Linked DNA regions of Canis lupus: region 2 is linked to region 1. The links are chromatin contacts, called in public Hi-C maps. All regions are on one chromosome and are shown on one strand. Each heading gives the region's core, a stretch centred on a gene start, on an enhancer-like site or on the middle of the called end of the contact. The rest is flanking DNA. Distances are from core to core; before and after follow the strand shown.

What was found. A called contact is a pair of places that touch in the nucleus more often than the background predicts.
Region 2: a Hi-C map of blood shows a contact between it and region 1, with 3 times the contacts expected there. The contact joins the promoter of CD58 here to the enhancer-like site in region 1. A contact is called at or near these places in 3 of 9 Hi-C or Micro-C datasets (amygdala, blood and liver).

What each region holds. Positions count from the first base shown.
Region 1 is chr17:54,497,839-54,502,444 of UU_Cfam_GSD_1.0, forward strand. It overlaps CD58 (lymphocyte function-associated antigen 3), which reads right to left. Exons shown (of 6, transcript XM_038561872.1): 6 at 1-3,284. The coding sequence ends at 3,275. Among named protein-coding and RNA genes, the nearest start is that of CD58, 38 kb to the right of the region's middle. Within about 2 kb of position 2,478, at least 2 of the 20 cell types and tissues checked have an H3K27ac peak or open chromatin away from gene starts, as enhancers often do. A contact at or near this core is called in blood, where this site is marked.
Region 2 is chr17:54,535,916-54,540,521 of UU_Cfam_GSD_1.0, forward strand. CD58 (lymphocyte function-associated antigen 3) reads right to left here and starts at 2,691. Exons shown (of 6, transcript XM_038561872.1): 1 at 2,533-2,691. The coding sequence starts at 2,602. LOC119869734 (a long non-coding RNA gene) reads left to right here and starts at 3,620. Exons shown (of 3, transcript XR_005372635.1): 1 at 3,620-4,000; 2 at 4,091-4,288.

The DNA of each region.
Region 1 (4,606 bases), core at 1,228-3,727:
CATTCACATGCAAGTTTTTGTGTGGAATGTTTTCATTTCTCTTGAGTACATAGCAAGGAGTAGAATAGTTGGGTCATATGGTTATAATCCTTAGTTCTTTGTATATATTTCCATTTTAGGACTGAGTGCACTCAACAGAAGCATCCATAAATCTGTTTGCCTCCCACATACCCCATAGAACCTAGTGCCTACAAAGTGCTCAGTATGTAGTAGGTGCTCCACTGAGTCAAATGCTGCTTACAAGCAGGGCAAGAAGAGGCTAGAGAACTATCCACCAGATACCACAGTGTGTGTGTGTGTGTGTGTGTGTGTGTGTAGTATCACTGGTAATCTTGCAAGCAGTGGTGTGTGTGTGTGTGTGAGTGAGAGAGAGAGAGCCTGATGGAGGCAGGTTCAAGAAAGAATAAGAGAGGACTAAGAAAAAAAAAGTACAGATCATTTCTTTTGAGAAACTTTTCCGTTAAAGACAGTAGAAAACTGAGACAAGAGCTAGGCAGGGAAGTGATTCAAGAATATTTTGGTTTTTTGAAGATATGAGAAATGACAGTATGTTTGTATGAGGTAGCAGAAAGGTCAATGCTGATGATGCAGGAGAGAGGTGGACAAGGAGGGTGATGTCCTGAAGTAGATGAGGGCAGGTGGGATCCTGCGCATGAGCAGTGTTATAGGCAGAAATTTCGTCCTAAGACTCATATGTTGAGACCCTAACCCCAGTGTGACTCTATTTGGAGAAAGGACCTGGGAGGAGGTGACAGAGGTTCAATGAGGTCATAGGGGTAGAAACCTGCTCTGATAGAGCTGCTGCCCTGAGAAGAAGAGGAGACACCAGGACTCTTCTCCCAGCTGTGAGGACACGGTGAGAAGGCAGCCACCTGCAAGCTGGGAAGAGAGCCCTCACCAGGAGCCGAAGCAGCCAGCACCTTGATCTTGGACTTTCCAGCCTCTAGGACTGTGAGAAAAGAAGTTACTGCCTTTTAGGTCACCCCGTCTATGGTAGTTTGTCACGGAGGCCCCAGCAGACTAAGACAAGGGGAGACACTGGTTTTGGGAGGAACATGGAAGGTTCATGCTCAGTCATGAGAGGGGAGGCAAAGAACATGGTTGGCAATGCTGCTGGGTGTGTGGACATGTGGTGGGAGGTTCTTCTAGATGCTTTTGTTTTCGGTGACAGAGGAGGCGAGGGGAGTAGCCAAGCACGAGGACCTAGGGCTGCAAGTCTAGGAAGGGAGATGAGGAGACAGTGAGCAGGCCAGGGTGATGCAATAAGGCCAACTGGGAGCCACTGGGAACCCCTCAGGGGTCTGTGGTCCCTAAGATGACACTCCTCAGCCCTGTGCTGTCCTGCCTGTGCAGCAGCTCAGGTATGAGGAGGGAACCAGCAGAGGTGACTCCACCCACGGTTGGGATCTGGCCAAGTGAGGACAAGCAGGAGGGTAAAAGAGTGAAGGTAGCAGAGTCCCTCTCATGATGAACAGGGAGACCCCGCTTGGTTCGGGAAATGAGAAGTCCCAGTGTCTGTGGGCCGGTGAGAGGCAGTGGGGTCACTGGCTTGCAGGACCTGGTGGGGCTGCAGGGTCTGTGGAGTGGGGCCCTCACAAAGAGACACACAAGACAGAGTGGAGCGGGATGCTTGTAATGGAGACTGTGAGGGGCTGCGGGCATTGGTGGTGGAAGGTCAGGGGCAAGACCAGGGCGGTGGCTGCTGGGAAGGGAGGAGGACAAGGTGCTTGCGGCAGGCCATGCCCAGGCCCTGGTTTGGAGGTTCTGAAAGCACACTCAGTTTCTGAAGGCTGGAGTATTAGGAAAGAGTGTTCTGGACCTAGTGCTAAAATCTCCACAGGCTAAGGAGTAATAAAAAAATCAAGAAAAGGGGGACATTTGATGCTGGTGATCGGTTGGTTTGCCCATTGGAAATAAGGATGGAGGCATGGACTCGAAGCAGGCAGAAGCCAGCAGGGCACTGGCCCGCACTCTTGCCCAGTGTCCCAGGGGTACAGGAGAGAAAGCTGCGGGCCCTAGACAGGGCCTCAGGAAGCAGCACCCCTGGGGAGGTCAGGTTTCAGTGAGTACAGAAAGGTGAAGGGAACATGCATAGCAGAGAACACAAGGAATTTTGCTGTTGCTGGAGGGGCTGAAAAGGGCCTTTCAGAGCATATAGCGATGAAGCCTATATACTGGAAGGTAAAGGATGTGCTGGGAGTCCCCACAGGGCCTGGAATGAAGGGTTTCACAAGATCAGCCCGATACAAACTTTGATTGGAAGCTTTGCTGGCCAGAGGTGGGAGAACTACAGAGAAGTAGGGGTCCTCCCAGGAGTACTCAGGGCTCCCAGGTCCCCACCTCATTCTTGCTGAAAGTTGTAGGGGACCCAGATAGAGCTGTTCCATGGGGCTCCTTTCAATGCACTTTGCCTTAGTGTAAAAAAGCGATGTTTCCTCTTTTAGGCAGAAGACTCTTATGTGACAGGAGTTCCAGGGGTGGTGTGAGTTCAGGAGCTTAAGGCCTAGCATGTTGGCACATACGACGGCTACCCGAGGGCCAGCCAGGGCCATCCACTTCCTCATTCAAGTCTGCTGTTCTGCATTTATATGGGATTTCGCAGTTTTTAAGAGTTCTCTGCTGTCTCCCTGCCCATGTGACAACTAACACCAGATACTGAGTGAGTTGGGAGATCTTAATGAGACAAGCCTCCTCATGTTTAGATGGTGGTGGTCTGGTCTCAGCAAAATAAACCAGAGACCCATGTGTTCTTGCCTTCAGTCAAAAGCCACGGACCCAGCACATGGCAAGTATCTTGCCCATCTCCTCTCTCACTCCACTGCCAATTCTGCAATGAACCTTTTCCCTCTAAAACAAAAGGGAAGTGGAAGACAGATTTTAGGAAAAAGCCTTTACCTTCTGAGGTATGTGATCATATTTTTCTGACCTAAGAGGAAAAGAAAATGCCAAACTACCTACTGCTTATGTACATATTTACACCAAGTTACATATATTTACAACTTTATATGCAATATAAAATTTGTAGTAAAAAATTTCAAGATAAAAGTCACTTATAGTATCTAGTCATAGACTGTAAGAGGCATAGAATAGATACTGATGCTGGCTGTTGGGTGATATTGCTTCCAAAACAGAATATTCTGATGAGGGACCACTTCAGGATTAAATTTCCAAAATTCCCTTGAAGATGATGTAATACTTGAATGGTTAATCAGATGGCTTTCCATTCCGTTATTTAAATAACTTAGTAACTATACATTTCATCTTGTAGTACCGGTCAGCTGGAGCTATAAAAAAAAAAAAAAAAAAGGTCTCATGTTAGTAACTCGTAAGATGCAGACCAAGAGTAGTTACCCTCCTACCGTAATGTGAGTAGCCCTTTTACCATAAACCCATCAAAACCAAGGGTTCAGAAGGCCTGGATGGCTCAGTGGTTGAGTGTCTGCCTTCCGCTCAGGGCATGATCCCAGAGTCCTGGGATCTAGTCCCACATGGGAGCCTGCTTCTCCCTCTGCCTGTGTCTCTACCTCTCTGTCTGCGTCTCTCATGAATAAATAAAAAAAAAACAAAACAAAAAAACAAACTAAACCAAGGGCTCTGGGGAGTGGAGATGGAGGGAAACCAGTCTTAGGGCCTCCTGGGATGGTGGCTAGAAGTCTACAGGAAGTACTACCTTCAGCGCTAAGCACTCATCCTAAGCCCCATCTCCTCCAACCAACTCAGTCTTTGGTTGAATTTAGCTTTGGTTCAATTTAGCTTTTCAGAACCTTTGGTCCAATTTAGCTTTTAAGAACCTTCCTGCTCAAGAACCTACAATGGCTTTGGGTGTCATGGAAATTTCCAAAGAACACAGCTGAGCCTTCAGAACCTAGAGTTCCCAAATTGCCTATACTCCACTGGTGACCAGAGATCATAAAGACTCTAGTGCTTACCCTTTATGATCTCTGGTTACAAGTCTTCCTTGATAGGAATCTCACAGAACATGGAAATGGGTGCTGTGAATTTTTTGAGGGGGATGAAGTGAGAGGTGCTCTGTCAACATGTCTGGGCAGGCTCAGGGCTCCTTAGAGCAGCACAGTGGGTGCAGGGGTAGATGCCTGGTTGCTTCCAGCCTCCTGCCCCTGGGGCTCTCCTCACCCACGCCCACACCTGTCACAATGACTGCCAAGGAATCAGGCCTGCCTCTCCAGCTCACCTAGCAGGTACAGACATGGCCCCACAGACTGCGAATCTGTCTTCCCAGAGAACGGGGCTCTCTGCTCCCTTTGTAACTTGGTTGACTTTGTGACCTGTTTTCCAGGCATTTACACGAAAACAGAGACTACCAGCACTCCTGGAAATTGCCGACATTGAGCTGTCTGGGTAAGAGGTACAATACCATGTCCATTTTCCCTCAGAGAGCTGAGATCTACTTGGCTGTCCTTGGATATTTGCTAACTGGGGCTACCTCTTTTAGACACTGTCCTCACAGAGATGTGACAATTTAGCTTTTGCTCCTGGTTCTGCTTGTCCCCTCCCCCACTTCTCTTCTAACCCTTACTCCTCCACTATACATGTAACTCTTTAAAAAGAGAGTTTAGGGAACTTCCCCTTGAGCCACATGGGCTCT
Region 2 (4,606 bases), core at 1,441-3,940, 38 kb after region 1:
GTTAAGGTCTCCAATAATGGGACAAATGGACTGCATCTACTCTCCAATGGGATGCACACAGAAGGACAAGACACACTTATGGAACAGTCCTGAAAGTTTTAACCAGAATGTAATCAGAAGGAAACAGATCATCCAAATTGAGGGACATTCTATAAAACTGATTTAGACCTTTGAAAAATAGTGATACCATAAGTACCAAAAAAAAAAGAGAGAGAGAGAGTTGGCAAGTTTTAGACTAAAGGGAATTAAAGAGGCAGTACTACCAAATATAGTGTGTGATCCTGGATCAGCCTATAGACTCTATCACAAAACAGTATTGTATCAATGGTGCGTTTCCTGATTGTGATCATGGTTCCATGGCTTACTGGAGACATATTGTTCTTAGAAGACATATGCTGAAATACTTAAGGGTGAGGTGTCATAAGATCTGCAACTCTCAAATGTTTAGACAAAAAAATTAAGTGTGTATAAACAGAGAGAAGTAAACCAAATGTGTCAAAAATGTTAGTAACTGGGGATTTCAGGAGAAAAGTTAGTGTTTGTCACATTGTTTTTTGCAACTGTTCTAAACATTTCCAACATTCCAAAGTTTTAAAGAATTAAAAGGAAATACGAATTGTGCCCACACCCCTTTCCTCCAAATTACTAATCTCTGTATTAGTAAATGTTTACCACCACCCAACATGTACATATTTACTCATTTATTCAGTTACTGATTCTCTCCCCCACTACTAAGTAAACTTCACAAAAGCAGGGAAGTCTGTTCCTTGTTGCAGCCCAGGTCTCACGTCTAGTGCCCAACACATAGTTGACAATCAGTAAGAACGTGTTTGTGACTGATGTTCACACTCTAGGAAGTACACACTATTATTACCCTTCTTCACCAGTGAGTGGTACTCTCTCTCTTCCGAGACAAGCCAGGCTCACAGAACTTTCCACCGGCATAGGAAAGCCTCAGAGCTCTCTGGGTCCTGTGATGGCATCCGGGCCTCCAATTACTCTCAGCTGCACCCTTTCCTCTGTACTGCTGCCAGATTATTCCTCCTCAATGCACGGTTCTGATTCTGTGAGGCCCAGAAAGAATTCTCTGCCTGCAGAAGATAATCGACACTCCCAATGGGGCTTGGATCAGGGCTCTGCCGTGGGGCCTCCAGCTCCTATGGGCACATTTATGCTCCAGTGACATTGGAGACCCTGGGACTGGGACTCTTCACTGCCCAGGTTCACCTTGTACATGCTGCTTCCCTTTTCCCCACATCATGGCACGCCCACACCGCCACCCATCCTCAGAGGACAGGTTCAAATATCCTTCCTTCCGTGGAATCTCTGCTTTACAAGAAATACTTGACTTCACAAAAGACCTTGGTCCCCTCCCTGTGCACGACCATCGCATTTTATGCTCAGCGTGACTTCCATTTACTTCTGTGCCTTGTACTGTAGGCACTTGTGCTATCTCTGCACCCCAACCCGCTAGGCTGTCCTCCGCAGACGCGGGTCCACAGCACTCCACGGAAGCTGAGGCAGAAATGAGGATGCAAGGTTGATCTGTAGCATGTGCAAGGCGGGCCCCAACAGGAAACCCTCAAGGAAAGAAGAAGTAGTGAAGGGTTTAGTACTGTGCTCCCTCCAAGAGTTTGGCTGTGACTCCGTGTGCAGGGCTTTGCGGGGGGGGGGGGGGGGAGGCAAAAAGGGAGACGGGCACAAGGAGTGGGAAAAGGATGAACTCCGTTCTAGACACGTGGAGTTCTTTGACGTTTTCAAGGGAGGGCAAAGGAGCACCAGCCGCCCCGCTCAGGACCCCGGAAAGATTCAGACATTTCCCTCGGCGGCTCGCTGACCCAGGCCGGGTTCTCGGCCCGCAGGAGCGGCGCAGGGGCGGGCGCGGCTGGGGCGCGGGGGGCACGGGGGGGGAAGGGGGGCGGGCGGAGCAGGGCGGCGGGGGTCACGGGGGGGGACGGGGGGTGACGGGGGCGCGGCGGGGCCCCGGCACCAGGCTGCAGCCGCGCTCCTGCGCCCTCCTCCGCTCGGGGCGCGCCGCGGATAAGCCGCGTCCTTGCGCAGGTGCGACCCGGGGCCGGGGCCGGGGCCGGTCCTGGGAGAGCTCAGCCCCGCGGAAGCAGTGAAAGGGCCGTCCGAGGGCTCGGCGACGGTCCCCTGGGGCTGGCGGGGCGGGGGGAACCACGAGCGACCTAGAGTCCCTGGAACGTCAGCCAGGGCACACCCTTCCGGAGGAACCCCGAGCGGGCACGACGGGGGTGTCGGGCCCGGCCCCGGAGCGCAGTCCCGCCCCTCCTCCCAACGAAGATTCGCGTGCCTAAGGTCAGAGTGGCTTCCTGGCGGCCCACGGGAGACTGAAGCGACGAGTCGGCCGGACGAGGTCCCGCCTCGCCCCGCGGGCTGCGTTCCTGGTCTCCAGTCCCCCTGAGCCGCCTCGACTCGGGGCGTCCGCCGGCCGCGGAGCCCCGAGGCCACCGACACCCCCAGCGCGGTCCCGGCCCCGGCCCCGGCGAGCCCGGGAAGGCCTCCACTCACCGAACTGGAGCAGCAGGCACATCGCGCAGAGCACCCCCGCCGCCGCGCCCCGCGCTCTCCCTGCGGCCATGGCGCGGCCGGCAGGCCTCCCGGCAGGACTCAGCCCGGACGATGGGTTCCCGGGTGGCCGGGGCCTCAAACCCGGGCCCCGCCCCGGACTCCGCCCCGCCCCGCCCCCGCCCCGCCCCCGCCCCGCCCGGCCCCGCGCCGGGCCCGAGCCTCGGCCCCCGCCCCCGCCCCCGCCCCGGGTCTTGCCCCCCGCCCCACCCCGGCCTCGGCTCCCGTCCCGGCCCCCCGCCCCGGGCCCGGCCCCCTGCCCCGCCCCCGCCCCCGGCCTCGGGCCCCGCCCCGCTGCGCCCCCGCTGCGCCCCCGCGCCTGCCTCCTCTCCCCGCGGTGCGGTCGCGCGCCCACCCGGACCCCAGAGTCGTTCCGCTGCCACCAGTCTGCTCTGCGGAGCTCCTCCTCCAAAGTGGCTTACGTTTTTATTTATCCATTTTTGGATTTTTAAATTTTGTTTATTTGACACAGAGAGAGAGCACAGGCAGGGGGAGTAGGAGAGGGCGAGCAGGCTCCACGCCAAGCAGGGAGCCCGACGCGGGGCTCGACCCCAGAACCCCAGGATCACGACCTGCTGAAGGCAGACGCTTAACCGCGCCCCGTGGCTTATCTCGGTGCCTCGCGCTCCTCCGGCACTTTCCCTGGACGTTGGGACGTGACGGAGGCCTCGGTAGCCCGGGATGCCGCGCTCACCGCCCCCGCGAAGCTGGCCCCCAGGTGCCAGGGGAACTGCGCAGGCACCGAGGGGCTGCCAAGGCTTCCTGCAGCGCTTGGAGCAACGGCCGCAGCCGCCGGCCCCCCGCCCCGCCCCGCCCCGCCCCGCCCCCCGGAGTCGCCTTCTCCTGCCAGTCACCGTCCTGGGGGAGTAGAACGAAAGCACAGGGCATTGGGGGCAACTGCTACAACGTGCCTGATTACCTGGTGCAGCCGGCCCCGCCCGTGTCACTCCGGTCCAGGCCACATTTTCCTTAAGCCTGCCCCCCCCCCGACCCCCCCAACACTACCTTCCCCAGAGCTGGGGGTCCTAGCCTTGGGTTTCTCCCTTCTCAATTTCCTCTTTGTTTTCCTCTTCCTCCAACTCAGCTGTGGGCTTTCCTTTACGCTGAGAAGTCGGTCCAGTCGCTCCGCACCGTTGGGCCTCCCCCCAGAACCCCCCACCTCAGCTGCAACAGGCACCTGGACACACCATCCTAGTGCTTAATCTTCTTAAAAAAAAAAAAAAAAAAAAGGTTTTATTTACTTATTAGAGAAAGAGCATGAGCCGCGGAAGGGGCAGAGAGAGAAGTAGACTCCCCGCCGAGCAGGGAGCCAGAATGTGGGGCTCCAGCCCAGGACTCGGGGATCTTGACCTGGGCCCACCTCAGACGTTTAACCCACCGAACCACCCAGGCGCCCCCTAGCCTAGTGGTGGTAAGAATTCTTGATTGGCTTGTCTGTCAAATTTGTCAAAGAACTCCCAGAACCAGCTCCCCACATGCCTTCCCGTCTGTCCCCTTTCAGAGAGAAGCACGACTTGCTCCTGCCCAGCTGTGGGAGGGAAGGGAACTCTGAAGCTCTTCCAGTGAACAGGATATCCTGCTGTCCTAATAAACACCAACCTGTCAGTTGTGAAACAGGGGAAATTGCCATATTGTTGCTGTCATCTCCATCATCCTCAAGCCAGGATCCCCAAACTACTCAAGACATCTGAACTATACTGTAAGGATTCATTAGTTCTTAAGTCAGCCAAAAAAATCTTAAGTTATCTAGGGGCGCCTAGAGCACACAACTCTTGATCTCAGCTCAGGTCTTGATGCAGCACTGTTGAGTTCAAGCCCTGTGTTGGGCTCCATGCTGGGTGTGGAGCCTACCAAAAATAAATAAATAAATAAATAAATAAATAAATAAATAAATAAATAAATAAATAAATAACCATAAATCCTAAAGGTATCTCTATCAGTGAAATGTGGGGGACAAACGTCATGTACCATGAAGTATCCTACCTTAAAACATCCCTACCATCTGTAGATACTGGAA